Regions from separate parts of the Mus musculus genome. Here region 2 is linked to region 1. Evidence: chromatin contacts called from public promoter capture Hi-C data. All regions are on one chromosome and are shown on one strand. Each heading gives the region's core, a stretch centred on a gene start, on an enhancer-like site or on the middle of the called end of the contact. The rest is flanking DNA. Distances are from core to core; before and after follow the strand shown. Region 1 holds the start of Plppr5 (phospholipid phosphatase related 5). Region 2 overlaps Plppr5 (phospholipid phosphatase related 5).

The links. Promoter capture Hi-C pulls out the DNA fragments that hold promoters and counts their contacts.
Region 2: a promoter capture Hi-C map of hippocampal neurons shows a contact between it and region 1, with 3 times the contacts expected there. The contact joins the enhancer-like site here to the promoter of Plppr5 in region 1. A contact is called at or near these places in 2 of 39 promoter capture datasets (embryonic stem cells and hippocampal neurons), 6 of 484 Hi-C or Micro-C datasets (the HL-1 cell line, cerebral cortex, cortical neurons and 3 more), 2 of 115 datasets of contacts at active chromatin or transcription factors (PVALB interneurons and neural progenitor cells) and 3 of 9 other capture datasets (adipose tissue, liver and pancreatic islet).

The regions. Positions count from the first base shown.
Region 1 is chr3:117,572,048-117,579,613 of GRCm38.p6, reverse strand. It overlaps Plppr5 (phospholipid phosphatase related 5), which reads right to left and starts at 4,387. Exons shown (of 6, transcript NM_029425.3): 1 at 3,682-4,387. The coding sequence starts at 3,918.
Region 2 is chr3:117,681,278-117,688,843 of GRCm38.p6, reverse strand. Plppr5 (phospholipid phosphatase related 5) reads right to left here. Exons shown (of 6, transcript NM_029425.3): 6 at 1-2,228. The coding sequence ends at 2,196. Among named protein-coding and RNA genes, the nearest start is that of Plppr5, 110 kb to the right of the region's middle. Within about 2 kb of position 2,638, at least 6 of the 459 cell types and tissues checked have an H3K27ac peak or open chromatin away from gene starts, as enhancers often do. A contact at or near this core is called in cortical neurons and hippocampal neurons, where this site is marked.

The sequences.
Region 1 (7,566 bases), core at 3,138-5,637:
ATGATGGGATAAGAACATCAGTCCCTGAGTTCAATCCCCAGTACCCACAAAAATACAACATACATGTCACTGAGGTGTGAGAAATACAACATACATGTCACTGAGGTGTGAGAAATACAACATACATGTCACTGAGGTGTGAGAAAGTGTGGACCGTGAGCCATGAAGGGTATTTGTATGTTATAAATGATTTAATATGCAAAATTCTGTGACTGGAAAAATTGAGGATGAATAAATGTAAACAAATTGTTCACGGTTTCACAGCAAATGGAATTTTCAATCTTAAAGTCCATCCAGGTAAAGTCATGTGCCTGGAATCTCAGGATTAAGTCTCACAAGTCTCGGGCTACTTGCTCTATACAGAAAGAGTATACCTTACTGCTTGTAAATAAATGGGCAAATAAATAAATGCAGTGCAATCCAAAAGACACAGGCCTTTACATTTTGGACAAAGAAAAAGTAATCTACAGGTTGAAATACCGAGGAGACCAACTTCTCTAGATTACTTTTCAGGTTAGGAACATACATAAAAAATTAAGTAAACAAGTAAATAAAGATGAACCTTACCAGTCAAAATATATTAAATATATATTTATGCATATGAATATATTTATTTATATATAAATAAAGGGAAAGGTTTGAAACACTTAATTAAAATGATTATGAGCAGATTGAATTAATGTATTATAACAGAAAGAATATAGACTTTGAAGTTTGATAGACTAGGGTTAAAATCAGTAGGGCATTAGGGTTACCTTTTAACTTTGGTCCTTGAGCTCAGCACCTGCTTCCCAAAATGTTTTCATGAAAGGGCTGGAGAGATGACTCTGTGGTTAAGAGCACTGTCTGCTCTTCAAGAGGAGCTAGATTCAATTCTCAGCACCCTCGTGGCAGCTCATAATTGTTTATAACTCTAGACCCAGGGGTCCGAAACCTTTTTCTTGCCTCTTTGGACACCAGGCATGTATGTGGCACACAGGCATACATGCAAGCTAAAGACTCATAGAAAAGAAATAACAAAATGAAAACAAAATATTTTATGAAAATAATATGAGCGGATCTCAGAGATGATACAAACATTACTGGGTTCCCCCATTGGTGTGTGGAGGATATTCTCAAGTATCCAAAAATAAAGTACTAATTCCCCTTTGGTTGGGTATTGCTGATGTTGATGCTATTCTCCAGAGAAACGGGTATGCTATGCTTAAGGCCATGTTCTTGACAAGAATGGAGCAAAAACAGCTGCCACTGCTGTTTTGGCTTATCACGTCCTAACAGAATGCACCGTTCCTGTGAGCAGAGAATGAAACAGAGTCCAGTCAACCAAAACTCAACACTTCCTTCTCTTCACATTGAGTCTTAAATCTATTCATACATATCTGAGAACTAATGGTCAAAAGAAGAAAGCCAAGTTGGAGCCTCCCTTTCACCAATTTCTACGTTTTCTGTCACTGCACTTCAGGCCCAGCAGGCAGCTCCCATCTTTCAGGGATGTTCTTTGGGTGTAGCAGGAGCTTGGTACTTGGCACTTGGCACTAGTCCTCTGGATATATGAACACCAGATAGATCTACCTTTTGCTGTCATTTCATGATGTTTCCAGTCATGACATGTTTCCTCTTACCGTAAGGCAAGGTAAGATCTCCTGAAAGGCTGTTCCTTCCATGCACGTGACTGAAACAGCTCAGTTCCACTCAGTGGTTAGCTCCCTTCCCCTTCTTAGGTTCTCCCTAGGTCTCCTCTAAGCGAGGAATCACCAAAATCTTGGACCAATGTGCCCTCAACTCTAAACTGGCACCTGCCACCAAGGATAGTTGGTTCGAGACTCACAAGCACTATCTCATTGAAGACACTGAATGGCCATTACCGAAATAAAAGTCACAGAATTTACTGATTGTGGTTGCAAATAAATCAATGACCCCAAAGCAGTAGGCATTTTCCTTTAAAAAAAAAATCAAAAAAAAAAAATCTCTGAGCTATTTAGTCTCCTAGAAAGCATGTGCCTGAAAACACAGAAGCTGCAGAGGCAAAAGTCCCCAGAAACTAGGCCAGCTTTTGCTCTGGCAACTTTTCAAACTGGGAGGGAGAGAACTGGAGCTTGAAACTGCATTGAGGATTTCTGACACATTTTAGCAAATCCAGTGTCAAAAACAATAACAAAGTAAAGGCTTTTGAGGACAAGGAAGTCTTAACACCGCCCCCCCCCAACCATCACCCTCAAGCTGAGGTTGAAATCATTCTGTGTATGAGAAACAGAGTTACTTAGAAGCTAGCAAGAACTTGCTCGCTTTGTTTATATTATTCCAGTTTTGTGGTAAGAACTTTTCATTTTGAAATTTCTTAAATCACTTCCCTGACTAGGGGAGAAAAGACTTTTAAGAATGAATGAAGCCGATACACTTATCGGGATTCCCCAGTTCAGCTATGGAAAATAAAAGCCCAAGTTCCCTTGCCTTCCCTTTCATTCTCTAACTTCACTTCCTATTCCTTCTGTGGTGAGTGGGAGAGAGGGAAGAAAGAAAGAAGATGGAGCATCATGGGAAGGGAACCTCAGATATTTTGTCAATGTAAAGGAACCGTAGTGAGGTTGGTCTCCAAAGAAACATCACTCATCTGCCACCAAGAAACAAAACAAAACAAAAAACAAAACAAAACAAAACAAAATCTTTGGATTGTGTTCATATATGTATATTGTGATGTAATTATTAGCTCAAGAGTTACATCCCCTGTGTGTGAGACCATTCTATATAGTCTTACATAGTCTTGTCATGTCTCTGTCTCTTTCTCTGCCTCTCCCTCTCTCCCTCTCTCTGTCTTTCTGTCTCTCTCTTTGTCTCTGCCTCTCTGTTTCTCCCTGTCTCACCACACATGCACACACACACACACACACACACACACACACACACACACACACACTAGGAAAGGAGAGAGTGAGAGAGAGAGGCAGAAAGACCTACAGGCAGAGAAGAGGGAGGAGAGAAACTTTAAATCCAGCGAGGAAGAGAGGACGTGCTAGTGCTAGTGCTAGTGTAGTCCAAGGAGAGGATAGCCTTTAAATAAATCTAAAGTGCTCTTGTGCTGCAGGTTCCTCTGCTCCTGCTTTTCAGCAAAGTCCTGTTGCTGAGGCTTCTTCTTTTACAGATGCCCAAAGACATTTTTAGATACTTGTGAGCCGATCTTCGGCCTAATGCATCAGACTCTTTTCATCAGGAAGGAAAGGAGGCAGATAAAACAGGAGCATGTACCCCAGCCTCAGCTGACTGGGGTCACTTCCCCATCCCAGCATCTGATTCCTTTACCCCACCCCAAGCTGCTGCTTCCCTTCCTACCAAAATTCAGAACCAAGACCCGTTAGACAGGACCACAGAAGGGACCAAGTCTATTTGTTTCAGAGGCTCACTCCCTTCCTATCTCTGCCACCCACCCTACACCTTCTGCAGGTCTATTCCCCGTCTTTGAGCCACCCAGCCTGCAGGCTCAAGCAGAGGGTGCAGGGGTGGTTTGGAGAGACAGGGGTGCTTTCTTCTCACCCACCCCCATGCTCCCCAGAAGAATGTCCTCTGGGGGAAGAGGACTGCCACCAAGTTAGAGGAACTTAGATGGTGAAGGCTGGTATTGCCTGGTCCTCCCGGCTGAGTCTCAACCTGCTGAAGGCAAGAGAGGGCTAGCAGCCCGGAGCTTACCACAAGCACCGGGACGCCAGCGGCCAGCGAGTAGAGGAGCACCGGGGGCACCGCGCTGCTGTCCTCTGGGCCCGGGTAGGGCTTACGGTAGGCGCTGTCGTGGCAGAAGAATCCCTGCACGTTCACAGTGAACGTGTCTGTGTATTCGAAGTAGTAAGCCAGCATCACCGTCCCTGCCATGATCACCATCTGGAAATAGAGCATGCTGCTGATGAGCGCCACGGGCAGCAGGGGCATGCACGCCTCCTGGCCAAGCCGAGCCGAGCGGGCGGTCGACGCGCCACAGGCCCCCTCCGGGCTCCGCCGAGGCACAGCCACCGGGGGCGCGGCGGCGGGGGCGGCGGCAGGCCGAGGTGGCGCGAGGCGGAGGCTGGCAGCCGCCGAGGCAGAGGCGGAGGATGCGACTGGGCTTCGGGATGCGCGGGCAGGATGCAGAGGAGGAGGCTACCCCCGGACGAGTCCCATCTGCCCTGCCCGCCCCCTGCCCGCTGCAAGCGCCGCCTGCCCGGCCGCGGGGTCGCGCGCAAGGGCGGGGAGTCCCCAGCCCCAGCTCGGGAGCATCCGCGACACCGCGGCACTGTGGTCAAGCCCTCGGACCGGCCCGAGGCAAGCGGCGTCGGTGGCACCTCGTCCCCTCGGAGGGCGGGCGGATGTTGTATAGCTGGAGCAGCTGCCTGGAGAGGGTAAAATTCCAAATCTGAAGGGGAGGGGAGGCAGCAGAGATGGAGCTTCTAGAAACTCCCTTTCGAGTCACCAGCTGGGCTGTTTCAGACCTCCCGCACAGCGCCTGGGAAGAAGGTGCGGGGACACATCTTCAGAGCGCAAAGCCCACCGGAACGCAAAGTGTCCGGGTGGCGCCGCCGAATTGCAGTCTCTGTCTCTGCTCACAGCACTGCCTGGACTCTGTGACCCCTCCAGCGCTGGAGAGCAGCCAGAGCAGTGTGGCTTCCAAGGCGATGACAGAAATTATCTCAGAGGATTTTAGATTCTGGGTGGCTTTGCCTCCCTTCCAGTTTCCCAAGGCTTTGTAAGTAAATCAACAGATTCAAGGTTCCTAGCTTTAGAGGCATCATCTTGGGCAAACCGGCTCTTTCCTGGTTGGTTCCACGTATAGCCTTTCTCATCTTCACAGTCTCCTCTGATTAGCTGCTTGGGAGATGAGGCATTGCAGATTCTTGGGACCCAGGGGTACCAGTCACCAAGGACAGGGAAAGAACTATGTGCCTCATCTTGCTATTTCCAGAGTTCAGGGAATTGCAGGGATTCCTCTGAGGTCAGAAGACCCACACAGAGTCATAGCACAAGCACACACAATGCAGTCTTACGTAGATGTCCACGCGTGTGCGTGGATATTTAAGTAGCTTAGGAGCTATATGTATGCAGAGCCCATCCTGCAATGACTCGTAAGCTCTGCACCCAAGCAATATCTTCAAGTTACCCTGACCCTGCTCACACCAGGCAGAGAAAAAAGCATGTGCAGAAGATAAGGAGAGAAAAATAACCTTAAGAGCTCTGCTCTTTTCCTTAGAATCTGGAATTACTTACCAGGATTTCTGGGATGTTCATACATCTAATAGGCTGTAACATGGTGGCTTTTGGAGGTGGGCCTTTATCAACAAGAAAATACAACATAAACCCAAAACGACAGTTTTGATTAGGCAAATCACTGATTTTGAGGATGGGATGGTAACAGCACTGAATTTCTTGAATATTAAATAGGTGTGAGATGGGCCACCATGTAATCAAGAATATCATTTAACAACTAATTATTTCAGAGCACTCTTAGTGATGTGTGTGGCAGGCAACTTTGGCCGGTAGAAGTAATGTATGTGAGTGAGCTACCACTGTATGAAAATGTGGCCACTCGAAAGATTCAGGATGTAAGACTTCAGGAACTAAGACTAAGAACAGGAACAAAGAGCATAGCCATGGGCAGGCAAAGACTGGGTATTTGTGAGTTATGTGGCAAATGAAAAGTGAGTGAATAGACTCTCCCGGTTCAACTTTGAGAACCCAAGGTACTTTCTGGAAAGATACAGAATATCCAATCCTGGCTCCTTTAAGATTGTTAGCAACTAGCTTCTCTGTTACTGAAGCAGCCTTCTAATGGACAAGGGTTAGAGCTGAAGTAATCGTGAGATTTTATTTTGAGGATCCTGTGTAGTTGGGGGGAGAGGGGGAGATTGAGGATTGCCTGTCTTCCAAAGAAGATATGAACATGTAAAATAGTAAATCCTTATTTCTATGTTTTTTTTCAGCAACTAACATACAAAATCCAGATATTTTCCTGAGATTTTAGAATCGTATGTAGAAAGAAAACCACAAATAAACAGAAAACCCAGGAAAGAACTTTACCTTCCATACATAGCAGGATTTGTGAACTGTGAAGAACACAAGAGGTTACACGTGGGGCTAAGTAGGGACCACTCTTGAAAATAAAGTGTTCCTCCTTTAAACAACAAAGCCCAGGTTTATATTGCCAGACTTGAGGGAGTGATGTTTGAGGAGATTCGGGACTGAAAAGTGAGATGACTTCACTCTAATGAAGAATCTTAAATATTAGCATATATATTGATGGAAATGCTCCTGAGACTAGAGCAAAAATAGAATAAGAAAAGGAGTCTAGCATGGCTGCTCTCCAAGTGGCCCGGACCAAAGATTAGTCAGACTCAGATACCTACACATAACCAATGGACAGAAGACTGGGAACCCTGTGGTTAAATTAGGGAAAGACTGGAAGAAGCTGAGGAGAAGGGCGACCCCATAGGAAAATGAGCAGTCCCAACTAACCTGGACTGCTGAGATCTCTCAGACATTGAGCCACCAACCAGGCAGCATGCACAAGCTGATATGAGGCTCCAGACACATACACAGCAGAGGACTGCCTGGTCTGGCCTCAGTGAGAGAAGATGCACCTAACTCTCCAGAGACTTGCGGTTCCTGGGAGTGGGGAGGCCTGGTGGTGTTGAGGGTAGGGGTGGCAACATCCTCTTGGAACCAGGGAAGGAGGAATGGAATAAGGAACGGTTCATGAAATTTGGTCCTTAAAAATGCTCTATAGCATTCACAGGCTGGACCAACACCCATGGCACACATGTAGATATGCAGCTCCACGAGCACCCCTCCCCCAACAATGGGAGCAAGAGCTGCCCCTCCAACTGTAGCCTGACTGTGGAACCCACTTTCCAACAGAGCTGCCTCAGTGGGAGCAGATGTGCCTAATCCTGCAGACACTTGATGCACCAGGGTAGGGGAATATCTAGGGGTCCCTTGTGGAGGGGAACTGGAAGGGGACAGCATTTGGGATGTAAACAAACAAACGAACAAATGAATAAATAAATATTATTTTAAAAATAAGTGCACTATAAACCCAAATCATGACATCATGAAAGACACATCAAAAAAGTCTTGAGTATTCGCAATTTCATCCTTGACTTCTCATGACCAACATCACAGAAGAGTGCATCCTCAGAGAAGGAGGTCCAGTACTTGTCAGGGAGATAGCTGCTTTCTCAAGAGAAGATGCTAGAATGGTGATGTGTGTGTCTTCTTTGATGTTCTAACTGCAACACAATCTTTATCTCAAAGGGCAGGTGCTTCTGACTAGACCAATAGTTGGTTGTTTCCAACTGAGGCTGCCAAGATGTCTTTAAGGTGCCTTATACTGTGACTGTATTTTAATTATTCGAGTTCTCTGCATTCCCAGTATCTCAAATCTTTACTTTCAACATGGTTACTATAAACAAACTATATACTTCTTTGCTGAAACTACCTTTTCCCCTGATAGTGCATGTATGAAATTAATAGACTTGTCCAAAAGAGGCAAAATAGTTTAGAAAATGTGACTGCTGGGAAAGAGTAGAAATAGTTAATATGCCCTAAACT
Region 2 (7,566 bases), core at 1,389-3,888, 110 kb before region 1:
ATGATGCTTAAATGTAATAGCAGAAGTGATTTAACTTTGACCCTGATTAGTTCTTTAATTTATAACTCTTTTAATCTGACCAGGTTTAGGAAGGTGAAAAACTTTATCACTGACTTATGTAATGTTAAGGCCTCCAAGGGGAAATTCACTCCCGTCTGGGTCCTTTTGAATGGGTATAGGACCAGTAGCCTTGAGCAACTGTATAGACCTAGTCAGCTACCCTGCCTTTGCTTGGCATTATGGTCATATCCTTTATTTCAATCCTAGGAAGCAAATTTGCCATTGCTAATGCTTTCTAAACAATGTCTTTAAAGATTGTCAAGACATGCAAAGTTTGCTCTACATTTCCAAAAGAATAAAACTGCTATAGAGATTTGCAATTCATAGAAATGAGATTTTTTTTTAATTTGGCTTTCAGTTGACATATTTTGACCTCTTCAGAATTGAAATTGGGCAACTGAAATCCATTTGGAAGTAACAGAGAAGCCTTTGGTTTTAATTATTTGCTGATTTCTGTTGAAATTAAGAGAGCAAACTAAATGTTTAGACTAGAAAGATTAAAAGAAATCATTTTTCTGCACATTTAAGTCAAAGTATCTTGGGTTAGCCTTAGAGATTGCAGAGTGACTCATGACTTGATCCTCCTTCTTCTGTGGAGACTGTTTTCATCTTTAACTTACATGGTCACTGTATAACCTGTCCCTCAGCCCCTTTCCTGAGAGGTAGCTGAGATGCAGAGATGAGAATCTTCATTTGGACCTCTCTTCTACCAAAAGCCTCACATTCAGACACTAGAATGTCATTATTTTAAAATAGGATTATAAATAGAATCCTAAATAGCTCTGCGTTTGAAAGAGATGTTTTATGTTCCTCCATGTAAGTAAGCTTTTAAAATACTGCAGACCTTCTGTTCCTAACTTTAGCATTTCTTCATTTTTTTTTCTTAAAGATAGGTAGTTTCTCAGAACCCTAATGGCCTCTTAATGGCCTCAGTGTCATGAATGTTGAGGCAACTGTGGCATATTTGAGAAAAATAAGAGTTTCAGGGTAAATCTGAATTTAGATTTAACTCTTCCCTTGACTAGTGGTATGGACTGGGCATGTTATCAGTCTTGGCTTTATTTTTATCATATGTAAATAAAGTCATCTTTCAATATTTATACAGGATTGCCATAAGGATTAAATGATAACTATAAATACGTTTAATTAAAGTATTAGACAATTACAAAAATACATTAATCATATTTCTAGTATTTTCATGATAGTATTTTAAGGTGTGGTTCTTTCTCATTTAAATTATTTGAGTTCTGGACCAATTAGAAAATTTAATAATGGACCATAGCCATTTTGAGACACTGTTAATGATGGAAGGCTACTCAATAACAAGGTATCATGGCTGGATTTACCTTAATGTATTCTAAATATTGCCTGCATTAAAAAAAATTGCAGCACAACCATTAAACCACAACTGTCAAAGAAAAAGTCCAAATAAATAATTTTAATTATGATACATTACTCAGTGACAGTAAAAATTGGCATTTTCCCCTTTAAAAGCAGAAGCACCAGTCTTAGAATATGTAGTATGAATGGTGTTTTAAGTGAAATATAGCATAATATAATGAGCAAACAATTTAGTATAGGACATACTTTCTAAAAGTAAAGTGATTCCACACACTGAAATCTGTTAAAATGGAAATAATGTCATGCTGCATAATAAAAAGTCCCCAGAACTTTCAAAATTCACTTCAAATTAAATATGCTATACTGCTGAATAGATATATGAAAAATTAAAAAGACTTAACTAGCCCAAAATAGAGGGTTTCTTTTATACAAATATAACCCATGTGGGGGTTTCTTTCCACATAGTCACAGAGATTCTTTTTGAGAAACTAAAGCAACCATTTTATTTAAGAGTTGACTTGTTCGTTTTATCATCGTGTTTTCACTGAACACCCACACTTTGTGCTGGGCTTTGTCGTGGGTGGCGGGGATGCAGAAGAGGAAGCCATGGTCCTGCTCTTGAGGAGCTCACAGTCTCGTGGGAGGGCGGGGCAGAGAGGGTGCTGTCAAGTTTTAAAATTATAAAAAGTGTCCTACATCTTTATAAATTTCCTGTGTAATCAAATAAACTCTGTTATGAATGTATGGTAAATAGGGATGATGTCCAGTGCAGGGAAAAACCGTCTGCTTCAACATCATGTGACTTCCGCAAAGGCAGTGACGTGGTTCTGTAAAAGAAAAGGGGATTCCAAAGTCAGAGTCCTAGGTCAACTGATTTAACAAAGTATTTAGCATTTTTCACAAGTAACTATTAACTTAATATAGAACCGTTCCCCACATGTTTGTTGCTACAACACAGTGTTGTTAAACTCACTTCTCTGTTCTGTTACATAATTTTAAGCTAATTATATCTTTTATTCAGTATTTTTAATTAACGGAATAGATTAAAATGTTATACCTGTTTTACTCAGAATTAACACTAAAATTTTGGTAGATAAAAATGGCCATGGCAGACACATTAATATTCTGTTCACTGTTAACAGAATTTCAATGTGCATGCTGTAGTTTCAGACTAATTGCTCCCTGAGAAGCAGATGGTGTGGAGTGAGTTGGGCCCATGCACGGACTGAAATAGCATTTGGTAGTTGACAGAGATCTACTTCAATACTTCATTTTTGAGGTATGAATTCAGACTCCACGCTACAAGCTGGGTTTTGTTGTTGTTTTGATTCTGCTCCTCAGAATTCTTTATAGTCTCATCCCTTTTGCTTCTTTTCTCTTTTTTTTCTTTTTCTTTTTTGTTTCTTTCTTTTTTTTTTTTTTTTTTTTTGAGACAGGGTTTCTCTGTATAGCCCTGATTGTCCTGGAATTCACTTTGTAGAACCGGCTGGCCTCAAACTCAGAAATCTGCCTGCCTCTGCCTCCCGAGTGCTGGGATTAAAGGCGTGCGCCATCACGCCAGGCTCCTTCTTTTCTTTTAAAAAGCCAGAAATTATAGAGAAGTAAACCTTCAGAATGGCTAAAATTGAAATAGACTCAGACCTGTATTACACTATGTCACAGACACTAAGGCAGCATAGTAAAATTTTGACGCTGTATGATTAACTCGGACACACATGGGTTTGCGTTAAGATAGAGCATGAAGGTCAACACCATCGTCTCACAGCAACATCACAAAAAGGTCATCACACTGCCTGTTCAGAGTTACACAGACTGAGAGTTAGACATGAGTGTAGAATAGAGATTAAGCCCAAGTAGTTGAAGAATAGAACTTGCCAAGTGTCCATTAGCAAGTATTCTTTCTAGTCCACAGCACAGCAGCAGGCAAAATACTGAGGCTTGTCCTTGAGTGCAGGTGTCTCCTGGTAAAACAGTCACTTTGTGTCTTAAAAATCACTTCAGATGCTGAAATTTAGAAAATTTAAGACCAGTTTCGATATTCTACATGTCTGAGCGGCCAGATACAGGTGTTAAAAACTGAGCTTAGATGGTCTTTTGAGCAGCAACTGCTCATAACCAGAGTCATTTCTCCAGTCCAATTAAGTCCAAATTTAATGCTCCAAATTCTACGTGAAAATCTCCATTTTACTCCTTATTTTTCTCTATATACAGATTATACCATATAAATAGAACCATGTAACATAATCAGAATGACATGTAAGCCAAACCTCATTTTTATGACACCAGAATTTGGCGATGGCTTGCTGTTTGTCAAGATCTGCCATTCAGCAAGTTCTTTTTTTTTAAAAAAACAAAAACAGGAAGATGCAAAAGTAATCCTGAAAAGTATTCAGAATCAAAAGACTTGCAAAGTCTTTTAGAACTTAATTTTTAGTACTTACTGAAAGGCTATTTCATTAAGGAATACTGCATTCCCAATGAGGGGGAAAATGGAACTAAGAATAACAGCAGCTGACAAGCTACCACGTGAGGTGCAGTCCTTCTGCAGTTGTGCTGGGGACCTGCACAGAAGGACACAGTGCTCTGTATTTACTCCAGTTTTGCAGTACAGCTCCAACACCAGTGCGCTAATGCGCACATACGTTTATTGCCTTAATTGGAGGTGTTCACAGTGGCTAATCCCCATTATCCAGCCGAAGAGCCTGGCAAGGCAGTCTTTAAAGGATCTCCCCTGGGAATTTTCTTCTTGATCATCTTCAATATATTGGGTTTGGAAGACCTACGAAATGTGTTTTACATAAGATTTAAATTTAACTTCTTTGCTTCAGTGAATGTATCTGTTGCTTCAGAGTTCTAGGTTGTTTCATTGTTAGATCACACACCATGTTTAAATAAGGTTTTAAAAGCATCCTAAATGGATAGTATGTTCCATGGCCCTCAATAAATTGTCATGTGAAGATTTTCTTCAAACTAATTTATAAATGAGTGAGGTCATTTATCAGACAGAAGTGAGTAAAATTCCTTTTTTTCAAGATGGCAAAAATGATCCTATAACTTAATAAGAAGGTTTAAAATCAGCTTAAGTTTTTAAACATAAAATGGAATGCCTGTGCTCTGATCTATTGTCTAGGTGAGGAAACTGACTGGCACAGTAGACTCTGCAGGCAAGTGGGTTGAATATAAAGTGATTAAATGTGGGCTCCATCACAATACAAGATTGCCAAGCAGTTAGACCATCAAAACCCCTAGCTTTCTCACCTATAAAGTGCAGATATACTTATGAATGGAGTTTTACTAATGTTAAATTATACATGCACAATATTTCTTGGCCCCATTTCGACAATCTATTTGGGTTTATCTACTATTTGTTTTTGGTTGATAAAATTAAAAGGAACAAGCTAAAATTAAACATTTTAGAGAATCAAAGATGAGAAGGAAAGAAAAATAATTTAAAATAGTCTATAGTTTATAAATAAAATTCATCGTTTGTTCTTTCATCAAAAGTTCAGAAAACATGCAACTATAATAGGCAAACTAACTTCAAAACCCCATAGTTTCTTACAAGAAGGATACAGATTCATTTAATGACCCAAGGCAATTTGTGCTGTGTTCTGCTCCATAAGCAACACTTTTTTATTACAAAGTCTCCTTCTTATATTGGTGCCTGTGCCACAGGATACATTGATTTCAAAGATACAAAATATATTAGATCCTGAAAAACATCTGCCACTAAGGATTTTGAATAAAAAGTTGTAGAGCTAGTGTCAAATCCACCAGCCAGTCCATAGTTACAAGAATGCTGCCTCCATTTTGCCAGGGGAAGTTAAGATCAGATGTCACAATCATGAACATTGTCATACTTCATTCTCCTATTTGCATCCTTATTTTATTCATTGTCTGCTTTGAGGCAGGGAGCATGGACAGGAGAGAGAACAGAAAATGGCTGATGTAATGGCCCAGGCCTATAAGCCCAACCAAAGGATAGGATTCAGAGTTCAAGGGCAGATGTTGTTACAGAAGAGCAGCCTGGTGTTACAGAGACTCTTCCAGAAGAAACAAAACATCCAAAAACGACAAGCAATAAAAGTAGAATTCGCCCTAAAAGGAGAATGTGTTCTGTGAGTCCCACTAATATGTCATGTGAAATCTTCCTCCTAATGGTTTGTGAAAGGAGTAAGATCATTTAGTAAAAAGAGATCATGTTTTACTGATGAAGAAAGACATTGTTAGAGAAATTCAGACTTGGGCCCAGGAACTTTGCTGTAAAATTCAAAGTAAGCAATAATTTTGTTTATACAAAGTGGAAATGCAAGAGAATAAAACTGAGAAATGAGCTTCATTGGGCAGGAGGACAGTTTATCGACACTAGCTTTGTTGTAGTGCACAGTTTTGTATTGATTCGGAGTCTTCTTTCCATTCCTTTTTTGAGCAACTAAAAGGCTCTTCGTTTCCCTTGTCTGTCTGACTGCAAAGTTTGACCACGTGGACATTTCTTGACTGCAAATTCTGACACCCACCCCAGTTTTAGGTTCTATTTTCCTCACTCATCTGGCCTCCTCAGTTGATGCTTACCCTCCCCAAGCCTCTTATCCCCACCCACTTAACTTTACCTATTGGCAAATGACTCTTTCTACCTTTTCTTAGGAGATGCTACAAAGTAAATATGTGTGTCCCCTGAATGTCCTCATCTACCACAGCTCTTGGCACTGCCCCCTTTGTTTGCTTTCAAAACAATCTCACTCATCACCATATTGTAATCTCACATGATTGGGAAGTCTACTACAGGCTTTGACTTGGTATTTATTCAAGTTTCATTTATTACAACCCTAATAGAATCATGTTGATATTCCTAGTAACTGAAACTTACCTATAAGTTATTCTTATGTTTCTTTCACATTAAGTTAACCTAACTAACTGTAACCTTGTTTGTTTGATTCCATTTTAACCTTTAAAAATGTTGGATTGGCTATAGAAGCACAGAGCAATTCCCCAACCAAAAAGAGTTAGAGGACATAGGTAAAGGAACAGGTGTATAATAAATTCCTTTATAACCAGTTGCTGATGAACACCAAGAAGCTTGCCAGTTTCCATAAAACTGCACAAGTCAGTAAAAATCCAGATGGCCCACTTTCCTTTTCCAGGTGTGTGTGTGTGTCTGTAATTTATGAATGAATAAAAAATGTTTATTCATACAAAATCCTGTACATTAATATTCATATCAGCTGCATTCATGATTTCCTTCAATGACATTCAACCCAAATATCCTCCAGCCAGCCAATGGGAAAAGAAGCTGAGGTACAGTTACCCAACAGAGCACCTCTCACCAATTTGGGTAGAAAGCCCATTGACCCCTAAAAAGGAGGCAGACTAAAACATTTACATACAATGTCAGTCCATTTATGACACCCTGGGAAAGGCAGAAAGAAATACAGGCACAGATGGCAGATTAGTGGTTATCAGGGGTGAATGTTAGAGGTGGGCTGATTGTAAAATGGCAGCTGTTCTGGGTAGATTGAAAATTCCATAGCTTACTATTGTTGATTATTACATGAAATCCTACTTTTGTTAGAACCCATAAGATTAGGAAATTTTAGGGACTAGGGAGATACCTTCATATGTAGAGTGCTTGCTCTACAAAATTGAAGACCCACGTTCCATCTGCAGAACCCACTTCAAAACTACCAGGTATGGTGGTGCACAGGTGTAACCCTAGTGCTGGACAATCAGAGACAGCAGAGCACCTGGGGCTCACAGGCAAGCCAGCCTAACTCACTGTCAATTCCATGGTGTTCAGGGATCAGGTCTTAAAAACAAGGTAGATGATATTTAAGAAAGATACCCAAGGTTGGTTTCTGGCTCCCACATACACATGTGGATATATACCTGCACACACACACAACATCAATTTTACTGGATATAAATTATTTATTACACCTGAATTTATTATTTTTTTGAAAAAATAGGACAACCATGAGCTGTCCAAAGCAAGGTACTAATGTTTAGAATTTGGGTTTTCAGATATGGAATCATTATTTCAATATCCAATTGTTTTGACTCCGCAAGAAAATTATAAAATAAACATACTGGAAAATATTCTAATAACACATTTAAAATAAGCTACCTTTTTGTTTGTGTCTAATGAGCTGATGAAGAGTCTGAAGAACA